3 separate regions of the Zea mays genome follow, and regions 2 and 3 are each linked to region 1. The links are chromatin contacts, called in public Hi-C maps. All regions are on one chromosome and are shown on one strand. The core of a region is the stretch at or near the end of the contact, and the rest is flanking DNA. Distances in the headings are between cores, read along the strand shown.

Evidence for each region. A called contact is a pair of places that touch in the nucleus more often than the background predicts.
Region 2: a contact with region 1 is called in a Hi-C map of endosperm, with 4 times the contacts expected there. The contact joins the promoter of LOC100276863 here to the promoter of LOC100277619 in region 1. A contact is called at or near these places in 2 of 25 Hi-C or Micro-C datasets (endosperm and tassel).
Region 3: a Hi-C map of leaf shows a contact between it and region 1, with 7 times the contacts expected there. The contact joins the enhancer-like site here to the promoter of LOC100277619 in region 1. A contact is called at or near these places in 5 of 25 Hi-C or Micro-C datasets (bundle sheath, ear, leaf and 1 more) and 1 of 3 datasets of contacts at active chromatin or transcription factors (leaf).

Annotation. Positions count from the first base shown.
Region 1 is chr7:30,369,130-30,372,150 of Zm-B73-REFERENCE-NAM-5.0, reverse strand. It overlaps LOC100277619, which reads left to right and starts at 1,560. Exons shown (of 2, transcript NM_001151131.1): 1 at 1,560-2,703. The coding sequence starts at 1,588.
Region 2 is chr7:30,142,119-30,145,139 of Zm-B73-REFERENCE-NAM-5.0, reverse strand. It overlaps LOC100276863, which reads left to right and starts at 1,608. Exons shown (of 1, transcript NM_001150567.2): 1 at 1,608-3,008. The coding sequence starts at 1,716. The coding sequence ends at 2,627.
Region 3 is chr7:30,514,076-30,517,096 of Zm-B73-REFERENCE-NAM-5.0, reverse strand. LOC100384384 reads right to left here. Exons shown (of 10, transcript XM_008653549.4): 5 at 2,774-2,992; 6 at 1,161-2,135; 7 at 978-1,073; 8 at 571-669. Among protein-coding and RNA genes, the nearest start is that of LOC100191366, 14 kb to the left of the region's middle. Within about 2 kb of position 1,451, at least 5 of the 20 cell types and tissues checked have an H3K27ac peak or open chromatin away from gene starts, as enhancers often do. A contact at or near this core is called in bundle sheath and leaf, where this site is marked.

The DNA of each region.
Region 1 (3,021 bases), core at 311-2,810:
AATCTAGAGCAAACTAATTAGTCCAATTGTTTGTGTTGGACATTCAACCACCAAAATCATTTAGGAAGAGGTTTAAAGCCTATTTCCCTTTCAGGAGGTTTTCGTCGAGGGAGGCCTGTGAGTGTAGGAGCGACGACGCGTCGCCGCTCCCCACGACGCCCTGCGAGATCCGAGAGATCCTTGTTGTAGGCGCGGGGGTCGAGGAGGAGGCGAGGGTGAAGGTGAGGGGGCGTCTATCGTGACGAGGCAGGGTGCCGGGCAACGCGTGGGGGCTGGGTAGGCAAGCAACGCACGACATCTATCGCGGCGAGGCAGGGGGTCGTCCAACACGCGGGCGTGGTTGACGGGGGCTGGGGCGAGGGTGGTAGTGAGGATCGCGGGAGCGGGGTCAGAGGGTGTCGGAGGCGGAGCCATGGTGCACAGGTGTAGACGTCTACGCTGTAATCTTATAGAGTAGTAGAGATTCGATCGTCGTCCTCATTTCACTTTTAACACTGTCCATGTAAGGCTTGATCTAATTTAAAGTTTCCCCTTTGTCACAAATACATCTCCCTCCATTCACAAAAAATGACGTTTAACTTTTTTAATCATAACTTCGACCACTTGCCTTATTTAAAATTTTTACTAATTTTTACTGTAATTTGGTTTAGTATATAATATTTAGCCATAATAATTGATAATTGTTTACCACATAGTATGTTCAGGATTTTTTTAAATGCAATATAAAAGCGAAGCACACAAAAAAATCCCTATGGAATATAAACCAGCGTATCACAATTGTGTATGTCAACTTGCTCCCTATATATCTACAACCACCGCTTTTTATTGTGTAAACGCATCAAGTTAACTGTGTAACATAGACTCGTGCAAGGCGCGGGCAAATTACTAGTTTGGTTGCACACTCTGGACCAATAAGACCAACTCCATCGGATGGGCCACATATTTTCGGTTTAAACCGAACAAAAAACTAAAAACCGTAATTTAGTTTGTTTTCTGAAAAATAGTAACTGAAATTAATTCGGTTTGGTCAGTAAGGATTTTCCTGTTTTAGTTCTGATTTTTTCAGTTTCGGCTACCACATTACATGTCGGTCGGGCACAAGAGCCGGAGGTCAGGAATGGGAGCAGGGCGGCAGGCCACAGACCGGCGCGGGCGCACGTTGCACGCGCACTGGCGCAGGCACCGCGCAGTGCGGCGGCCGGGGCGAGAACAGTGCGGCTGCCGGATGGTGCTTGGTGGCGCCGTGGAGGCGTGTTGGCGGGCGGCGGCGTCCGAACCGGATGTCCCCTGGACGTAGAGGGGAGCGGAGTTCAGGTGGAGAATGGAGGCTTGCGTAGTTGCATTGGAAGCTAGAAGTCTGATGGCTTCGGCTGGAGCTGGACTGAGAGAGGTGAGGTTCGGTGAGAGACTTGCGGAGCAGGCTGCTGGACTGTGGGCTAAAAATATTAGAATGGGGTCGAAAGATTTTTGGGCCACACCCTGGACCATGGCCATGGGCCTAATTCTAGCCTAGAGCGTCATGTCAAAACTATTTATATAGCGCTGCCGCCGCCCACCGCAACGATACCCAAAATCCTACGCAGAGACATGAGTGGCGGCGGCGGCGGCGGCGGGGAGGACCGGATCAGCATCCTCCCGGACGGCGTTATCGGCGAGATCGTCACCCGCCTTCCCACCGCCGATGCCGTCCGCGTTCAGGTCCTCTCTCGCCGTTGGCGGCACATATGGATCTCCTGTCCGTTGAACCTCGATCTCGGTTCCCCAAACTACTACACCGACTACAAGCGCGTCGTGTCCGGAATCCTCGCGGCCCACCCTGGCCCCTGCCGCCGCCTCAAAGTTGACTGGCCGTACGACGACGGCGAGTCGTACAACCACTGGCTCCAGTCTCCCGCCTTGGTCGGTCTTCAGGAGCTCGGGATCGAGCCAGAGTACTCTTCCTTGTGGCTAGACAAGAAAACACTGCCGCGGGGAGACAACACGAGAGCACTGCCAGAGCGGGCATTATTCCAGTTCGCTCCCACGCTGCGCCTCCTAAGGATTGGCTACCATACCTTCCCCTCTGTCGGTGCCGTGGCGGCGCTCCGGTTGCCACACCTCGAGCTCATCTCGTTCTGCTGCGTGGACATCTCGGAAGCCACGCTCCACTGGATGCTCGCCGCCTGCCCTGTGCTCAGAACCCTCGTCCTCGACGGCTGCACAGGCTTCGCCACAGTCCGGATCAACTCACCCACCATTACAAGCTTTGCCATCTCACCTGCGGATTCATCCATAACGAACGACTACGACCCGTACTTCTTGGACTACGACTACGAAAATCCGACGGTGAGGGTGACGACGTGGCAAGTCATCATCGAGGATGCCCCTCTCCTAGAGAAGCTGGTCCTCTGCCGCCGCTCGGCTGCTGTTGAATCTTTCCAGCTACTAGTGGTCAGCGCTCCAAGAATAAGGGTCCTGGGATCCCTGTCCTTCAGCATCCCCAAGTTGGAGATTGGTGGCACCGTCTTTCAACCCACCGTGCGCCGTGTCAACCGTGTGGGGCCTGACGATGTTATCATGGAGAAGCGCTTGCTGATGCAGGCCGTCATGCTGGCGACGACTCTGCGAACCGTCAAGATTTTGGCGCTGGAAGATGCAGATTCCATCGACGTCGTCAGCGACTACTTGAAGTGTTTTCCATGCTTGGAAAAGCTATACATCTCGGTTAGCTCTTTCTCAACTTCAATTTTCGTTTCATCACAGGCTTATGTACATGCTCCATGGTTGCTGCTAAATCTTTGCAGTTTCTGTTGCATTTGGCTTAATCACTCTTGCCTAACTAAAAGTTACCAGTTTCTCAGATCATATTTCACTCAAACAACATTTGTCTTAGATTATTTGGCTAAAACAACAATTGGCCCAGGCAACATGACATTTATTTTGGGGCTATTGCAACCGCTGGGCATAAACCTAGGAGAAAATCCCTTCAATGCCATCCAAAACGATAACAATTCCTTCAATGCCATCGAAAAATACGCGTTC
Region 2 (3,021 bases), core at 359-2,858, 230 kb after region 1:
TCACGGCCATGTTGAGTGAGCATGGTGCTCGAAGTTTCCGGTCCGCTCCTGAAGTCGGTCGTAACTTGTGCTAAATAGCATGGATATTATGTTTGCACGCACGGTTTTCCAAGTTTCGAGTGACTTGTAGTTCAAATGTGAATTTTCCGAAGAAATTCAAATAAACGAACTAAATCTACTAGCTATAGAAAACACTTTTCTATTTGTCCCAAAATGGTACATGTAGGTCTACATAGTGTAGGAACATACCATAAAAAGTTTGGTTACCAAAATTAAAAAAATAAAAATGTACTTTGCCGAGTGCCAAAAAAAGGCACTCGGTAAAGAGGTCTTTGCCGAGTGTCATCTAACTGACACTCGGCAAAGAATCTTCTTTGCCGAGTGCCTGCCTTCGACCCTCAGCAAAGGTTAATACTTGTTGGGCTAGTTGGGCTAAAAATACCTTAATTTAGTTAATACTTGTTAGCTAATTAGCTAATAACTAGTATTTTCTTTGTTCAATATTGTTAGACGTGTTAGAGAAACTCTAAGAGACTTTTTATATTGTTCCTGATTGATATGAATAGAGAATTTTTGAAAAAACACATACCATCCAACAACTTATTTAAATGGTTATCTAAAATATAGTTATCTTCTAAAGTACAAACAACACATAGAAAAGTCGTTAGAGATTAAAAAGATATACAAAGTGGGTTTTTATACAAATAATTCTTTATTGATAATTTAGAGAGTGAACTTCAGAAAGACTCTGGTAGATGCTCTTAGAGCATCTCCAACAAAGAGCTCTAAAATAAAACCTTAAAATTAAAATAAAACCATATTTAAAGTGTTTAGGATATGGAAATAGATTTTTACTCTAGTAGTTAGACATTAAATAATGCAATTTAGAAAATAAATCATGTTATTAGAAAATAAATAATTGTAGATTATGAAGAAAGGATGATATGGCTTCAATATACTGGGTACTATATTTAGAACGGTCGTTTGATAAATTTTTATAAAAATAGGGCCATTGTTGGAGGATATTTTTTGGCCAGGAGCACTAAATTTTAAAATACAGCCTTCTTTAGTATCCCTTTTGGAGATGTTCTTAGTTTGTTTATTTTCGAGAGCGAATTTTTAGCTTTTTTTAATTTAAAAAAGGATTCAGTTTCGTTACTTTCTGTTTTCTTGGTCTCATGCCCCATGGAATAGGCGTAATTCTGAATGACATAATTTAACATCATTGGATTCGATCTATAGCAACTGCCTGTACTGTATTGAGCCGTCCTTATAGAAACCTATATTTGTGGCTTTCTTTTCCTTGGATCGGATATTTCGCAGCTATAAACTTATCAGTAAACAAAAGGCGATATAGTAAAAAAGAAAGGCGAAAATGACTTCCTACTCACGGCAACTGGACCGAGAGAAGCTCAGCACCATTGCACCAAAGAAGGCGATCGGTGCCCTGAAGTTTGGAACGAAAAAAAACTCTACCAAAACAAAAAAGAAAAAGTTGGAAGAAATGGATGGATTGGCTGGGGCCAGCCTGGCAGGCACACGCCTCGCCCCGCCCGAGCCCGTAGAGCGCGTGTATAAAGCGGCGCCACCCCGCCGCCGACTCGATCATTCGGGCCGTGCCCACTCGGTCACCCGTCACCCACCCACCCACCCACCGAGAGAGCGCCTAGCGAAGCAAGGCTTTCGTCGTTGAGCGAGCCGCGAGCGAGAGGGCGATGGATGCGGTGGGAGAGAAGAAGGGAGCGACGGCGGCATCGGACTCGGAGGCGGAGAAGGAGAAGATGATGGCGGAGCAGTTTGAGAAGGCAGTGGTGGTATCGGAGGCAGAGACTGGGAAGGAAAAGGCAGTGGCGCCCTCGGAGGCGGAGAATGAGAAGATGGTGGAGGTGCAGCAGGGAGACAAGGCAGTGGCGCCCTTGGATGCGGGGAATGTGAAGATGGTGGAGGGGCAGCAGGGGGGCAAGGGCAAGGCAGTGGCGCCCTCGGACTCGGAGCAGGGAGACAAGGCAGCGGCGGCCTCGGGTGCGGAGAATGTGCAGCCGCAGGAAGAGAATGCAGTGGCGGCCTCGGAGGCGGAGATAGGGGCGGCGGAAGCGAATGATGTGACCGGCGGGAGGCTTATCACCTTGAGGAGCTCGGACGGGGAGGTCCATCGCGTGTCGGAGGCGGCGGCACGGCTGTCGGGCCTTCTCCGTGGCATCATAGAAACCAACGTCACCGTCACAAAAGGAGTCATACTCCCTACCGTCGACGGGACCACCCTGGTCACGGTGCTGGAGTACTGCAACAAGCACGCCGAGGCCGAGGCCGCCGCCGGAGTCACCACCAGCGCAGTCGACAGAGCCGCGGCGTCCGAGGCCCTCGAGGCTTGGGACCGCGACTTACTCGACCGCCTTTCCGTTCGCGCGCTCTCCAACCTCTTCAACGCCTCCTCCTTCCTCAAAATTTATAGGCTCGCCGGCGCCATCGCCCTGAAGGTCGCCGCCGACCTCGCAAGGGCAATACCACCGGCAGAGAGCAGACCCAGGTCGCCTCCAAGTCCAACATCCGAGACGCCTTCAACGTCAACGCCGTCAACGTCGACGCCCTCACCCCGCAGGAACAGGAGCCGAAGGCCGCAGAGATGAGTCAGAAGTACAGCTGGGACTTCGATCCACGAGCCTGATAGCCTCACAGTTCGTTTCATGCTGCTCTAACCATCTCACCGCATCTGCCGGCCTAGCGGAAGGTTCCCCGTGTTCTACTTCCTCCCTTTCTTTTCATGCCCATCGTAGTCGTCGTAGAGGTTTGCTTCGTAGCAACTGTGTCTCGCGTCCGGGTTCTGATCTGCTCGATGCCCATCGTAGTCGTAGAGGGTTGATTCGTAGCAGTTGTCTCGCGTCTATAGGCTTCTCATAAGCTTGGTCGTCTAAGTACTCGCTTGGCATTTTCATTTCGCCCTGTTGAATGTCCTTTGGAAGTCTGAAGAACTGCTTGTCTCAAACGAATACATATCAGATATTACATCCTGAATTGCCTTTT
Region 3 (3,021 bases), core at 202-2,701, 150 kb before region 1:
CTGCAACATAGATTCCATGGATAAGGCACTAGCTATGTTGCGAAACCCGTGCCAGTATTTAGCTGTACTCATTTTGTTCAAGAGACCGGTATGGAGCACAACAAGGCAGAGTAAGCTCTTGACAAGAGATACATTGTTTGCAAACGTCGCCAAGACTGAATGTTGCAAAATATGAAAGCATACAGTCATTTTGTATCAGGTGATCGTTTTTTTAAGGGGCTTGTGTTGTAAGGGTCTATTATTTCTCTTTAAACATATGCAGTTCGAGGACAAAAAAAGAAACATGCAGCATTTCAAAAGTATACCTGCAATGGATTGAATGTTTGCAGATATAAAATTAAACTCCCAGCAGTCAACCCATTTTCATTTGAAAATGCCACCCAACAAGTTAACTCTCTAATACAGATCAAACAATTAACAGAAAAATGCGCTTCATATTTCTCATGTACTCAAATTATATTACCCTCATCCAGTCCAAAACCATGGTATATACTCTATAAATCAATGAACGAACTACATTCAGAATTAAAATTGGTTAAGGCATGAAGCATAAAAGGATCGACAGCAAACCTGTCCTAAGTCCACTGCAGGGTTCAAGCTCTTCCCACAGTCGTACACAAGATCGCCCCTTATTATAGTGATTGCTCCCGTAAGAAGATCAATCTCCACCTGCACGATTTCGAATAGAAATAGCAATCCGCCTATAAGACATCCAAACATGACTTAGGGGGTGTTTGGTTTCTAGGGACTAATGTTTAGTCCCTTCATTTTGTTCCATTTTAGTATATAAATTGACAAATATAGAAACTAAAATAAAGTTTTAGTTTCTATATTTGATAATTTTGTAACTAAAGTGGAATAAAATGTAGGGACTAAAAATTAGTCCCTAGAAACCAAACACCCCCTTAGCTGCCCCGGCCTGTTGTAATCAAACGGCCTGTTGTAATCAAACTAGTCTTGAGGATTTCGACGCACACCTCGCTTATACCAGCTCCGTAGTTAAGGTACTTGTTAGAAGCTTGACCAGGTACCCAGTACGCACTCGCGGACAAATCGACATCGTCTTCATAGGCCTGCATCATGGAAACACCACAGGACATTTTTCTGATCGCTGGAAATAGCAAGCGATGAGAACGAACTAGAGAGGAGGATAAGCTTGCCTGCGAAACCAAGGTATCCCACGAGACATTCTCTGATCGCTGCTGCAGCCTGTCCAAGACTAGCTTTAACCTATCGTACAGCGTATTGCATGCCTGGAGGGTCGCTGCGCAGCTAGATTCAGAAGCGGTGCTGCCAGCAGTGAGTCCACCTTGTACCAAGTTCAAGGTGTCAGCCTGTAGAACGCGCACTCTCCCAAGAAGACATTCGCCGCCGCCATCAGCATCGGGCCACAGTCTTCCCAGAGCGAAGGCGGTCATCTGCTGCACTTTGGTCCACAGACCTTGCCCGATTTCGATTCCTCCAACCTCCACCACTACGGAGCCGTCCTTGAGCACGGAAACCCTTCCTGGGGCCGCCCTTGGCTCCACTTTGAAAATGAGGGGCACGCAAGAGATGCCCCGTTTCCGCCACTTGCTGTTGCTGTTGAACTCCTTTATGGATTCGGCTCGATCCAGGTAGCTTGAAGTTGAGACCAGCCTATCAAAAATAGAATGCAACGTGTACGTAGAAGCTTCGCCCGCGCTGTCAGGGTAGAACGACTGAAGAGTACCGTAGGTGTGGAAATTCTTTTCCCTCACGCTGTTGGCATCCAGTGACAGGACAGACGCCACATGCTCGATTACAGCATCTGCGATTAGAGAGCCTTGTGTATCTCCAGGAGCACGCATTACGGATTTAGATGAGTTGTTCGTTCTGCAGAGCTTGATGTCAAATGACAGAGCGCCCCAGTTGTACTTCTTCACACTAGATATAATAGTGCCTGGTATTATGGGGCTCGCATCTGGAGATATCCCAGCGTTAATCAATAAATCTAGATGCAAGGCCGTAACGTTCCCATCGTTCTTGAATCCGACAGTATAATGAGCTTTCACTGGGTGCCTACCACCAACCATGACCATATCGGTGTTGCGATTAAGGTACATTCGAACAGGACGCCGTAACTTGTACGCACAAAGTGCAGCTGCCGTTGCAACCTGCACAAGCATTTACCATATGTAAGAAACAGATAGTGATGTATACTGGGTCTTTATGGTTTCATGATACTGTTAGCAGATTGTCATATGCAATCACCACAGAGATGGAAATACCAAATATGTCAACTTAAGTAGATTAAGTCTAAAATAGTTGCTAGAGGTCTTACAAAGGGTCTTTCTATTGCAAAGCCCAAATAAAAGTCATGGTTAGATGCATTTTCATGGTGGAAAAGCACATGGTTAGATGGATTTATTGTCCATTAGGCCTAAATGACTTTCCTCAGAAAACATGATTCCTACATAACCAAACATCATACTGCAAATTTCTCAAAATTTAAAGCCGTATCTATAAAAAACAGAATAACATTTTCTTTCTCATCTGTACTATAAATGTAAACTTTGGATGTCCTTTTTCAGTTTGCACTTCCAAGGACAGAGCTCTTAACTGAAGAATAATAAGGAATTAAAAAAATTGACACTAGTCCAGGTCTAAACATGGAAAGACCTCATCGCAAGTTAAAAAAAAGGTACAAAAGTACAATAAATTATACTCCAGGGTAAAGAATTCATATTAAAAATAATTAATTTTATGAAATGGAAGATTTTGGGTATTATGGTCTAGCTTTGTTTATTCTCACTTGGAATGATCTGAATGCCTTTCCACCGAAGCCTCCTCCAACCCTTCTTGTAATGACACGCACGTTGCTGAATGGAATACCTAAGCACCTTGCTATGACACTTTGTGCAAGTTCAGGGTACTGTGACGAACTGTAGACTACCAAAGTGTTATCTTCATCTGGAACTGCTAGTGCTGTCTGTGTTTCCATGTAGAAGTAGTACTCTGAGGCAAGTTTTACCTGCAGTCATCAAAACTACATAAGATATC